Linked DNA regions of Macaca mulatta: region 1 is linked to region 2. The links are chromatin contacts, called in public Hi-C maps. All regions are on one chromosome and are shown on one strand. The core of a region is the stretch at or near the end of the contact, and the rest is flanking DNA. Distances in the headings are between cores, read along the strand shown.

Evidence for each region. A called contact is a pair of places that touch in the nucleus more often than the background predicts.
Region 1: a Hi-C map of fetal cortex germinal zone shows a contact between it and region 2, with 2.8 times the contacts expected there. The contact joins the promoter of RICTOR here to the promoter of OSMR in region 2. A contact is called at or near these places in 2 of 14 Hi-C or Micro-C datasets (fetal cortex germinal zone and liver).

The regions. Positions count from the first base shown.
Region 1 is chr6:40,155,510-40,161,803 of T2T-MMU8v2.0, forward strand. RICTOR (RPTOR independent companion of MTOR complex 2) reads right to left here and starts at 3,089. Exons shown (of 38, transcript XM_015139935.3): 1 at 3,019-3,089; 2 at 2,801-2,848. The coding sequence starts at 3,067.
Region 2 is chr6:39,928,151-39,934,332 of T2T-MMU8v2.0, forward strand. OSMR (oncostatin M receptor) reads left to right here and starts at 4,223. Exons shown (of 19, transcript XM_078004680.1): 1 at 4,223-4,538.

The sequences.
Region 1 (6,294 bases), core at 1,839-4,338, 230 kb after region 2:
CTTCAGATAGACTATGCCCAATTAGTACAACAGTATGTTTCAAAAAAAGAAGCTCGAATACCATAATTCCTTATTAACAAGTTTATAATTCTCAAAACAACTGTTTGAAGTATTTTTAATGTGAGTTTTACAATTCTGATTTCACAATGTAGGAAGGCAACTAATGTTAAATATCACAAAGTATCCGGTCTTATGCCAAGTATTTTAATTAAGAACTAGCTCATTTACTTTTCACATTCTTAACTCTTTGAAGTTATCTCTTCTTTTAAAAATGAAGAAATCAGGAGTAAAGCAAGGTCAAATAACTTGCCCCAAATCACCCAACTATTAAATCTCACAGCTGAGGTTACAACCCTGAATGATTTGACTTTATAGTCAACTCTCTTCTCACTACACATTGATGGCTCCTTTAGGGATTACAATGACCATGACCTCTATTTTACAATGAGCTGTATTAGGTATATACACAATGAATCTCTAAAAGATTAAATTAAAACAATAAGAATAAAAGCAAACACTGCCTTGGCATTAAACAAAAAAATTTTTGGTTGCCCAAACTATGTTTTTACATACTGTAATCTAATCCACAAACAGCTGCCCTTCAGCTGCAACCCAAACTGCCTCACAGTTCTCAAATTATTACTAAACTTTAATTCCTCATGAATTTTCTTCAAGCCTTCTTTGAACAACGAAATGTTTGTCACAACAGCAACTTTTTAAAACAATAGTATCACTATAAAATGACTAATTCAGATTAATTCTAAACTTCCTTATGATTTAGAAATACAGATCTCATATAATCTCTCACTCTTTATTTTTGCAATCAGTTTTAAATGGCTGTGTATATTTTATTCCAAACTGAAGTACATTTTGTCAGGGCAAGCCGAAACAGCATTTTCTGCACTATTTATATTAACCTGGAAACACCTATGGACATAGGTGCTTACTAAATTCTGTTAATATAGCATTTTAAATAGTAAACAGAGTTACCTGTGTGCCTCAGTAAAACTGGAGTAAACCAAAATTATCAAAACAGATACGTACCTAAGCTCTTCCACAACTCAACATTTTGATACCAAGCAGAGAAACCACTATACACATGAGCTCGACGAACTCAATTTAAAATACAACTATATTATTTCCGGCACCACATCTAAGCAGGTTTTTAATGCACAAGTTAAACTCAAATTTATTAAGTGCCCCTTTCGCCTTCATCCAAAACACATATGCCTGTATATAAATTAAATCACTCAACTAATTACATCTTTTACAGACCTGAAATTGTAGAAATTATGCTTGTTAGGAAGTTTACCAGTAAATCTATTTTACATATATTTTTCACATGTATGTTATAGCCAAGTTTTCAAACAGTTGCACAGGAGTAAATAGCTTTACATCTTTCTGTACTAATTCTCAAAACCGATCTGCTGAAAAAAATGTTGGAAATCAGTGCACTGATAATCTAATTAGTAGGCATTTCCAAGACTTAAGTTCTATTATATTGTATTATATTTTATAAACTGGCTTGTAAAGGGACCTAGTTCCCCCAAAACTAAGTCCCTGAACTTTCAGAATAAAATACTAAGTTATAAAAATGTACTCTTGTAGCTAAGTGAAAGCTGACCACTCAGTTTATAAAACAGTGATCTTACACTGTGATATGCAAAATAAAACAAATTAGAAAATGCACTACGCTTTCACTCTCGCCTTAGCCAACAAGGAGCCCAGGTTTAACAAATTACTGTAGATAACAGTCATTACGTCAGGTACGACATAGCGTAAAAAACTGATCTCATACAGAATGTCTACAACAAGTTTTTTTTGTTTGTTTACTTCCTAAGGTGTTTCATAGATCTCAGAAACCGATTCTGTACAGCTGAACCGGGTTACACTCCAAGCTACAGCCCGTGTGAAATATGACTTCGTCGGAATCAGCAGGCTAAATCCTGTTTATCGTGGAGAGAAAAGAATCTTGTACGTAACTACTAAATCTTCAACGAGATAATGTCGAATAAACTCTAGTACTGTGAGTGATACAAGAAACACTGGCTAGCAATGGGATTAGGTCATTAAAAATATAAGCCGGGTTTCCTCAGTTCGGGAGGTGTAAACAAACCCATCTCCACTGCAGAAGGTAAACAATGAACCTGCAGCAGGGTGAGGGGGCGGTCTTTAGCCAACTACAGTCCCAGCGGCCCGGGAAAGGGAAGCAGAAGGGAAACAGCATAAACCAGACATTTAGCAGTAATGACCAGTCCTAGGTTTCACTACCGAGTTATCAATGCTGCGGGTCCCCACAGGACGGTGGGCAAAGGGGAAAGCAGTCACGAAGTCGGCAAACACCGAGCAGGTCCGGCTTCTGCTCCGGGGACGGGGAGGGCAGGATGTGGTCGCTCTTTCCTCAAACATCCTCCTGCTACCTAAATAACAGCCTCTACCTCCCTCCGGCTGTCCCCAGCTTGGGCTGCCGGACTCCAGGATAGATGCAAACCACTCTGCCGGAGCTCGAGCCCAGAGGGTCGCTGGGTCTGCCGAGTTTCACTCGGGGCTCCCCCGCACCCGCAGCAGCCCGAGGCCCGGAGAAGGGCTCGGGCGAGGGAAGCGGGCGCCGGGAAGGGGGATGGGTCCGGAGAGGCGGACCCGGGCTCGGCTCCCGGGGGCCGGCAGGCGGGGCTCCGGCTCTGCCACCCGCACCCCGCCGGTCCCGTGCGGGGCCCGCCCCTGCCTCTGGCCCCCAGCCCCGGACCCGGCTCCTCCCCAGCAACGCGCCCTCGCCGGCGCCCGCGGCGCTCCGCGTTACCTCGGGTCAGATCCAGCGGGACGTTCTCCTCGCCGCTGTCATTCCGCCCTGCGCGAAACAGACACACAGCCCCAATTAGGATTCGCTCTCAGGCCAGCTGCGGCTGCCCTGGCTCCGGCCAGCGCCCCGGCTCGCTCCCCCACCCAGGGCCAGGGGAAGGCAAGTGCCAGGGGTGGCGGGCGCCGGGCGACGGGGAGTGAGGGTTGCAGCGGGCTTACCTCGTACTCGGAGGTTCTTCAGAGAGCGGCCGCGGCCGATCGCCGCCATATTGACGGGTTTCAGTCACAACACCGGAAACCTCGCCCAATCGCGCGAGAACCCCTTCCCCTCCCCGCGCGCCGCACCCGCCCCCCGCGGCACCTCCCCCGCCCCCTAGGCGGCGACGGCGGCTGGTGGTGCTGTCTCTGCCCGGGCGCGGAAGGAGCACTGAGCCGACCCCAAGGTCTGCACGAAGTTCGCTGCGCCAGCCCACCCGCCCACGCCGGACCCGGAGGGCACGTTCGCCGGGAGGGGCAGTTCCCACGAGGAAAGTCCCATTGATGCGAGTTGGCAGCGTAAAGGATGCTCCCCTTCGGCCGCCGCGGAAGCCGTCGTCCAAACGCAGGCGAGCGGGGAGGAGGAGGCCGGAATGCGGCCGGCGGGCCACCTGCTCTCGCCGGCCTGCCAGTCTCCTGCTTGCTCTCAAGCCCTGCCACAGACTGCCCCGCTCCCCCGTGTATCCATTGAAACAATTTTTATAAAAACGCTGCGCACAGTTTAAGCCTCCCTTCCTGGAATCGCTTTGCTCCTACTAAGTTAGCACAGAACAAAGTTTGTTTTCCAGCCTCGCCCTTGATCTTCAGGATGCCCCTCTGGGCTAGGAGGGCTTCTCCAAGTGGAAGTGGCTGGGCAGTTTTGTTTTTGGCCGCCAGGCGTAGGACGCGAGAAGGGGGTGCAGCGGTCCCCGCGGTGGGATCGCGCCAGCGCCAGGAGGCCGGGGAGAGGGTTTTCTCTGCCGGGAGCCGGGGCGAGGCTGCTGGGTAGTGTGTCCAGCTTTTCTCTCTCTGCAGATGCTAAGATCGTGGATCATGCAGATGTTGTGGATTAATCTATTTTATGCATAAGCCTATTAACATTAGGGATTTTAATTCTAGAAACTGCTTAGTTAATACACACACACACACACACCTGGCCACTGACCCAGCAGCTTTCTCTTGAAGTACATTAAAGAGAGGAGCGATTTGTGCTCTCCGGTTCCTCAGCTTATCTTTCTATTCCAGGAGACTGAAAGTTAATTAAAAGTGGAGATCTTGCCTTACCCAGTTCTGTTTTCCCAGCTCCCAGTTAATGCAATCTCTGGCACAAATAAGTGTTCAATAAATATCTGTTGGATGAGTAAGTGCCTTGGTTTTCTAATTTGTTCCAATGCTCTGCTTACTTTAAGAAAAAAAAAAAAGCAATATTGGGGATATTTGTTGAAGTTGTTAATAACAGTGAACGTTTGGAAACACTTAAATGACCAAAGGTAGGGATTATGTAAATTATGTCAACCATTAAAAGTGAAGAGGTAGACTTAGGAAATAATGTTCATGATATTAAATCAAGCAAAAGATTACAAATTTCCTGTTTTTATGAAAGTTTATGTACGAAATTAAAAGTATGCCTTATAAAATATTTTTATATATACATGTATGTTGAAAAAGGTCTGAAAATATACATGAAAATGTTAACTGATTTTCTCCCCTCATTTGTGGAATTACACGTGCACTTTTTTGTTCTTGTTTGTCTCTACTTTTTAAAATATCCTATAGTTAATATATATCATTTGTAAAATAAGTGGTAAGAAAAAAATAAAAGGAACATAAAGTAGCGTCATCTGGAAAATAAAATAGGAACACTGCTTCCTTAGAATATTGCCAATTGTCTATATATTCCAGGTTTTTTTTTTATCCAAGTCTACATTCATATATCTGCGACTGATACTGCACTTAGATTTAAGGATGTAACACAGTTACAGTACTTTAAAGAAATGTTTCCTGGCTAATATCAACAAACGTGTTCCCTCCGTTATAGCTTTAAAAATCTTGGTGCAATTTATTTATTCTAGTTACTGCCTAAAACAAAAATCACAAAACTTGAGGTCTGGCAGAGGGTTGTATTTCAACCCTCCATGTATCAATTACATTTCACCCTTATAGAAAAGTAGAGATCTATCAATATAAATTATACCAGATTCTTACAGTTGTTCTGATTTTCAACCAATCTTTTATCATATTGTAAAATCCCTGTATATTCTACATTAACTCCTTCCTAATACAATTTAACTTCATTTTCTCTCAGTGTTTTATGAAAGTTGAGTACAACTAATCTACTTTTAAGTTACTCGAGGTACTTAAGTGCCTAAATCCAATAGTATTTTATCATTATAACTGTATGCTCCTATTAAAGACAATTATTCAATTACTCTATTTCTTGCAGGAGAAAAAAATTACATTCAGTCTTCCATTGAAACTAGTTTTTGCTCTGTTACTATTTCAGTCGTTTGAGTGGTTAGGTTCTCCATATTTGCTCTTAGAATGAATGGCAGGTCTGGTAAAAAAGAACAAGTTATTAGTGTTTGGAAGTGACACTCAACTAGGAAGCAGAAGTTTAGGTAAATTTTAGTAAGGAATACATTTTATAATGGGTTTGGTTTTTAAACAGTAGCACTACTTTATTGATTGTAGTCAGATTGATCATTGTTAAAACCCCTAAGTTTTCTACTTGCCAATTGCTAGCTATTCCTCCTTTTGAAACTTCTTTTCTTCCTTGCATCTGTTAGCCCACCCATATGACTTACTCATTTTGTTTACTTCTTACTACTTCTCCAATTTTTATTTTGATTCTAATCTGGTCATTGAGAATGTGACTTCCTCTTCTTAGTTTTCGTTTCCCGGCTAGGTTTCATTTGCTGTGTCAATGACTGTTTTTTTTCTGGTAGTGTTAGTCATTGATAAAAAATGTTCTATAAGAAGATCACGTCCAGGACCATACCTTTGGAAGACAACTGCTTAATTCTGAAGATACAGTTACTTCATTCACAGTCACTCCCTTGGTTCTATTCTCTACCCTCTTGCATGCAGTTAATAATTCTAGCATATAAACCATATTTTATCGGTTTGGGATATAGTTGTAATACTGAACAGAAACAAAAGCCTTATCAAAATCTTAGTTCCCTTTAATCTCTCTGCCTTGATACACAGGCCATTTGAAGATGAAGCAAGTAAAAAACCACAAAATTCAGTCAGACTATTTCTTGGTAACTTCATAGTTAAATCACACATTTGAGACATCTAAAGGCCATTGACATGACAAGCAATGAATTAAATTTAACAAATGTTATAATCCCATCCAGTGTTAATTATGTCTTGGTCACAGCAGAACAGAGCCCCTGAGTATTGTGTCTTTAAATTTTAATCTCTCTCCCAAAATCTCATATAAATTTCCTTGTAAATAATTATTTAAAGACTCTCTAT
Region 2 (6,182 bases), core at 2,973-5,472:
GCAAGATCTAATCAGGTCACGGCCTCATTACCCTCTGACTATAGAACCTGAGACAAGCGCCGGGTGAGGACACAGATTTGAGCCAGACCCCTGTCTCCTTGCTTGGCAGCCTTGCAATAAATTTTTCTTGCTACAAAAACCGAGTGTTTCGGTGTTTGGCTTTCCACTGCACAGTGGGCAGAAGGACCCAGTTCCATTCAGTAACAGATGTCCTTTAATTAATCAAGCTTTATGGTAAATTTCAGATTAAATTTTTTTTGGAAGACCTGTTTAGCTTTCCACAAAATAATTATTTCCACAAAATAATTTTAGTTTCCAATAAGCTTTTTTTTTTTTTTTTAGAAATAAGGCCAATATCACCACCAATAATAATCACAGAGGCATGCATTAAGGCCTAAAAGTGAATCTTTAAGATGTCAATGTCAGCTGGGCACCGTGGCTCACATCTATAATCCCAGAAATTTGGGAGTCTGAGGCGGGTAAATCACTTGAGCCTAGGAGTTCGAGACCAACCTGGACAACATGGCAAAACCCTGTCTCTATAAAACATACAAAAATTAGCCAGGCATGGTGGTGCATGCCTGTAGTCCCAGCTGCTTGGGAGACTGAGGTGGGAGGATCACTTGAGCCCAGGAGGCGGAGGTTGCAGTGAGCCAAGTTTGCACCACTGCATTCCAGTCTGGGTGACAGAGACCCTGTCTCATTTTTAAAAAGTCAAATGTGATAATATGCTAACAAAATACGGAATTCTACAGAACTACAGAACTTGTCAATGAGGGTAATTGTAAACCATCGTCCACTGCTTAGGTGATGAAGCCACTTTCTTCACAAAATCCCCAATACCTTCAAATTCCATCAGTTGGTAACAAAATGCTGCCAAACTTGTAATTATAGCTATTTATAGTAGTGGAATAAATAGAATCACAATTATATTTCACAATTTACATAGCTGATTTCATAGATGTACGTATACATAGAGATATAGATAAATATAATGTTCCTGACAGTTATAGAACTATTTTTCCTCTGAGAAGTTAGATAGGGTAGCAATACATTCCACTAATCCCTCCTCCATAATAGTTACACATATGAGACTTTCTGATGGAAGACGGATGAAAGAGGATGGATCGAGAATCATTCTCAGGGTTTTGACTTCACTGTCCAGAGGACACTAAATGAAGGCTGGCCCATTAACTTAGTAAAGATAAAAGGCTGAACCATTCACTTAGTATAATAAAATCAAGTGAGCACAACTGAAGTTTGAATTTGGGCATACTAATTTCGAAGTACAAAGAAATTGGTCTGGAGTGCAGATGAAATCATTGCAATGGAAAGGAAGAGCTGAGAGCCATCAAGGCACAAGTGATCATTGAAATCCTGGATGTGAATGTGATCATTCAGGAGGCCCTGAGGCCCTGGGAAACACCAACATGTAGGGGGCAAGTGGAGAACAAGAAGCCCAAAAATATGAGGGAGGAGGAAGTCAGGTAAATGAAGGAAGAATGGAGAGAGTATTGCTTTTGAAATCAAAAGGAAGACAGAACGTCCAGAAAGAGTGTTTAATGGGCCGGGTGCGGTGGCTCATGCCTGTAATCCTTTGGGAGGCCGAGGAGGGTGGATCACAAGGTCAGGAGATCGAGACCATCCTGGCTAACATGGTGAAACCCCGTCTCTACTAAAAATACAAAAAAATTAGCCGGGCGTCGTGGTGGGCACCTGTAGTTCCAGCTACTCAGGAGGCTGAGGCAGGAGAATGGCATGAATCCGGGAGGCAGAGATTGCAGTGAGCCGGGATCGCACCACTGTACTCCAGCCTGGGCAACAGAGCAAGACTCTGTCTCAAAATAAATAAATAAATAAATAAAAACAGACACACACACACATTAAAAAAATAAAAAGTGTTTAATGAAGCAGAGTAATATGTGCCTTGGCCACACACTCTTATCAAAACTAAGCGAGGATGGATATTTTAGCTCTTAGCTTAATAAGCTATTGGTATTTTTCATCCGTTTCCTATTAGCTGTTTTCAGGATAATTGTTTAAAACTAACTTATGGAACATAACCTATGTATCAGTTTCCTAAGACTGCCATAACACATTACCACAAACTTGGTGGTTTAAAACAACAGAAACATATTCTCTTAGTCTGGAGGCCAGAATTATGAAATTAAGATGTTGGCAGGGTTGGCTGCTTCTTAGGGGTTCAAAGGGAGCCTGTTCCATTCCTCTCTCCTAGCTTCTGGCGATGTCCGGCAACCTTGCCATTCCTTGGCTTGAGTCAGCATAAGCAGGATCTCTGTCTCAGTGGTCACACAGTGTTCTTTCTGGGTGTCTGTGTCCAAATTCCCCTCTTTTTAGAAGCACAGTAGACACCGGATTAATCTCATATGACCTCAGGTTAACTTGATTAAATCTGCAAAAACGTGATTTCCAAATAAAGTGATATTTGGAGGCTTTGGGTATATCTGACTTTATGGACCCAGTGCACTCACTGTTAAGGGTATGATCGCGAATTTATAGGTCCTACTGCAACTAGATTCTAAACTTAAGTATAAATTTAAGAAATTAGAATGGTGCAAAAACAGATAAATTATATGTGGGCACCAAATTTTTACACTTCAGTCTCCTTCAATTGCAATAGGAGCCCAAAATAAGACTCACTTTTTAGAAATTCATACTGGGCTGAATATTTTTATTTGACGTCTCATTTGGTAGAAGAGAGATCCCTTTCAACTGTTTCTATAAACAAGAATTTTTTTTCTCAGTAAAATATAAAATCATAAAGCCTTTCCAACTCTTGGGCTTGGCAGTTTCCATAACCATGCAGATGGCTAAACTAATGGACTCTTTAAAACTCTTCAAGTAATAAGAGGTGCGGCAAAGGACCATACATTTATTGAGACAAAACTACCTTTTATTATCATCAAATATTTACTATGCATCATGGTCTTTGTGGCACCATTAGGTATTAAGTGTATTAGGGCCTTTAGGCCTTTGTTTTAGGAAAAATAAAAAAACAAAAAGATTCCCAGCTTTCCTTGGGATGACATTGGGGAAGAGCCAGATATGTGAACAAACATAAAAGTAACATTTTAAAATAATCCTGACATTATTTTGAGTCATCCAGTCAATTCAATATAGGATTCTAAGATATGTTTATGGTCGATACTTGCTGATGACTCTTGGTTCCCTACCCCACCCTCCTCCTACAACCTTCCTTTTGTGACACTTTCCAGGGTCCCCAAACTCAAACCAAACTGGGCTCAGCTGATCTGGAGCAAGTCCCCTTGCCTGCTGATCTGTCAGGCATCCAGACAGGTGAGGCTATGGGATCCCCCAGTCCGAGGCTGCCTCGGAAGGCTCCTGTTATCCTCTAAGAGAGGTCAAATGCACCTTTCAAAGGCCCAGACACGGTAAAGATTGAATGGCATTTTTGGCCAGGTGCGGTGGCTCAGGCCTGTAATCCCAGCACTTTGGGAGGCTGAGGCGGGCGGATCACGAGGTCAGGAGATGGAGACCATCCTGGCTAACACGGTGAAACCCCGTCTCTACTAAAAAAGCAAAAATTAGCCGGGCGCGGTGGCGGGCGCCTGTAGTCTCAGCTACTAGGGAGGCTGAGGCAGGAGAGTGGCGTGAACCCGGGAGGCGGAGCTTGCAGTTAGCCGAGATTGCGCCACTGCACTTCAGCCTGGGCGACAGAGTGAGGCTCCGTCTCAAAAAAAAAAAAAAAAAAAAAAAAAGTTTGGATGACATTTTTAAGGGGAAAAGTAAATCATGTGTAGCATGTCGTTGCAATGGGAAATAAAGGCTTCGGGACTGTTGCAGCCGAAGAAACTTTGTCGGACAGGGCCTTTCTAGATAGGACGCAAGTAGGGAAAATATGGGGACCCTATGATTCGGTTCAAACACGTTTTCATTGCTCTGGACGCGAAATGGAAACACGGTCAGAAGTTTGGTTAAAGGACTTCTCTTGCCTGAAGATTTTCAGCCGGGGATCTCACGGGTTTGGCCTCTGGGTTGGGATGACAAGTGTCCCTGTGGGATACACAGCCCCAGGCCTCATCGGTCACTCGGCTTCCCTCTGGTTCCGCCGGCTGGCCCGGGCGTCCTCGGCCCGGGCAGCAGCAGCGCTGCGCGCAGGGCGAGGAGCCTCGGCCGCGGAGTTTTGGGTTTTCATGTTTCCTTCCCAGGCCTCTCCCACTTCCTCTTCTTACCCGTGCCCGCCCGCCCGCAAAGTCCGGGTTGTGAGGCCGCGCCTCCCGCAGGATCGCGGCCGCCTACCCCCGGGACCGAAGGGAGGGAATTCCTGTGGGTCCCAGGAGTGCCAAGAGTGCGCAGCAAGACGGGAAATTGCAAAAGACCTCACCCCTCTGCCCTCCCCCGCGGTTTTCCCGTAACTCCCGCCCCTCGGCGCTTGCCCCGCAGCTGATTCATAGCCCCGGCCCGGGCCGCCTCTGCACGTCCGCCCCGGCGCCCGCACCCGCGCCCCACGCGCCGCCGAGGACTCGGCCCGGCTGGTGGAGCCCTTCGCCCGCGGCGTGAGTACCCCCGACACCCCGGTCCCACTCGGCTCGCGCCCTGCCGCAGCGCCGCCCTCGGTGGCTTTTCCGACGGGCGAGCCCGGTGCTGCGCGGGAAAGAATCCGACAACTTCGCAGCCCGTGCCGGCTGGACGCGACCGGGAGTGCAGCCGCCCGTTCCCCTCGGTGCCGCTTCTGCCCAGCGTTTGCTTTGGCTGGGCTTCCACCTGCGCGAGGACGGCGCTCGGAGGGTCCTCGCCCTTGGCCCGCCTACCTGGTGGGTAAACACTAAACGATTCATTCCTTACAGGCCGCACACTGCCGAGTCGCCCATTTCCCAGCCTGTTTGAAATTCACCATCCCAGCGCCTCTTTCTCAAATGATGGGGGAATGTTTGTTGAGTGAAAATTCCCACTTGAACCCCTCTTGCCTCTCTCCCAACACATCGTGTGGGGGAGTTCATTGCTTCCCCTCTCTCTCCTCTCGTAACCCTTAACTCCCACCTGACAGAGCCATTTCTCTGGGAATCCGTGTCTCTCTTCAACCTGGTCCCTAGAGAAGCGGGAGGAGCTCACGCACAGGTGGAGAGAGGAACCCCCGGGCGACGCTGCAGTAGTGTCCGTCCGGGGCGCTTACTTTCTTCTCCAGCTACGTGAGTGGAAGTGGTCCTCTACATTCTGGAAACCTAGGCACAGAGGGGTTCAGGAACTTGTCCAAGGCCATATAGCTAGCTGTGAGGGCACTGAAATCCGAGCCCGGCTTTCGCAGGCCAGGGCTTTACCCCTGACACTGCGATTCCTTTCTCGATAGTTCTTCATCTGCCTGTCATCCACCCACCCATGCATGCCTGCATCCGTCCATCCATCCTGCCTGCCCTGCTGCGGGAGGCACAGTGCTAGGTGCTGCTGATGGAGTGGCTTGGTAACAGACCTGCCTTGAAAACACTTTGGGAACAAGATATTCAAGAGAAGTAAATGGAAGGGTCTATGTAGGCAGAGAAGATAGAATTGAATGTGGGATACTTAGTTTGAGCTAGAAGGAATTCTGATGGAGGAGAAAGAAATTTTTGGGTCTTATTCCCAAGATTGAAACTGACTTTGGAACACGGGTCAAACTACTTATCACCTCTTAGATTCCTTGTCTGCAAATAATAATGGTTCATACTTACTGTGGACCAGCCCCTATTCTAAGCACTTGACATATGCTAGCTCATTTAAGCTTCATGAGTGAGGCGGGTACTAGTTTTTTATTCTTATTTTATTGAGGAAACTGAGGCCCAAAGAGGTTTGTAACTTGGCTAGGGTCACACAGCTAGCAGGTGACAGTATCGGGATTTGGGTTTGGAGTCTGCTCATGATCCCTGTGCTGCAGCTGAAACTCTAAGACTGGGTAGTGTGTTTCATTATGATTCCTGCTTTGTCTCTCTCCTGGACTGCTATAAAATGCACTCAGAGCCCTCGATGTTCCCAAACTCTGCTGTGTCTGCGAATCATTTCTGGAGCTTTCAAAGCATCAAACTCCAACCACAGCCACCTATTCAAAATCTTCAGGAAATCATCAGTTGCATGATTCCCACATAGCATTTGTTCAGTGCCTTCAGTGGCAGGAAGCTCACCACCTCACATTTTATTGTGGGAAGAGCTAGTTCTCAGCTGTAAATTGC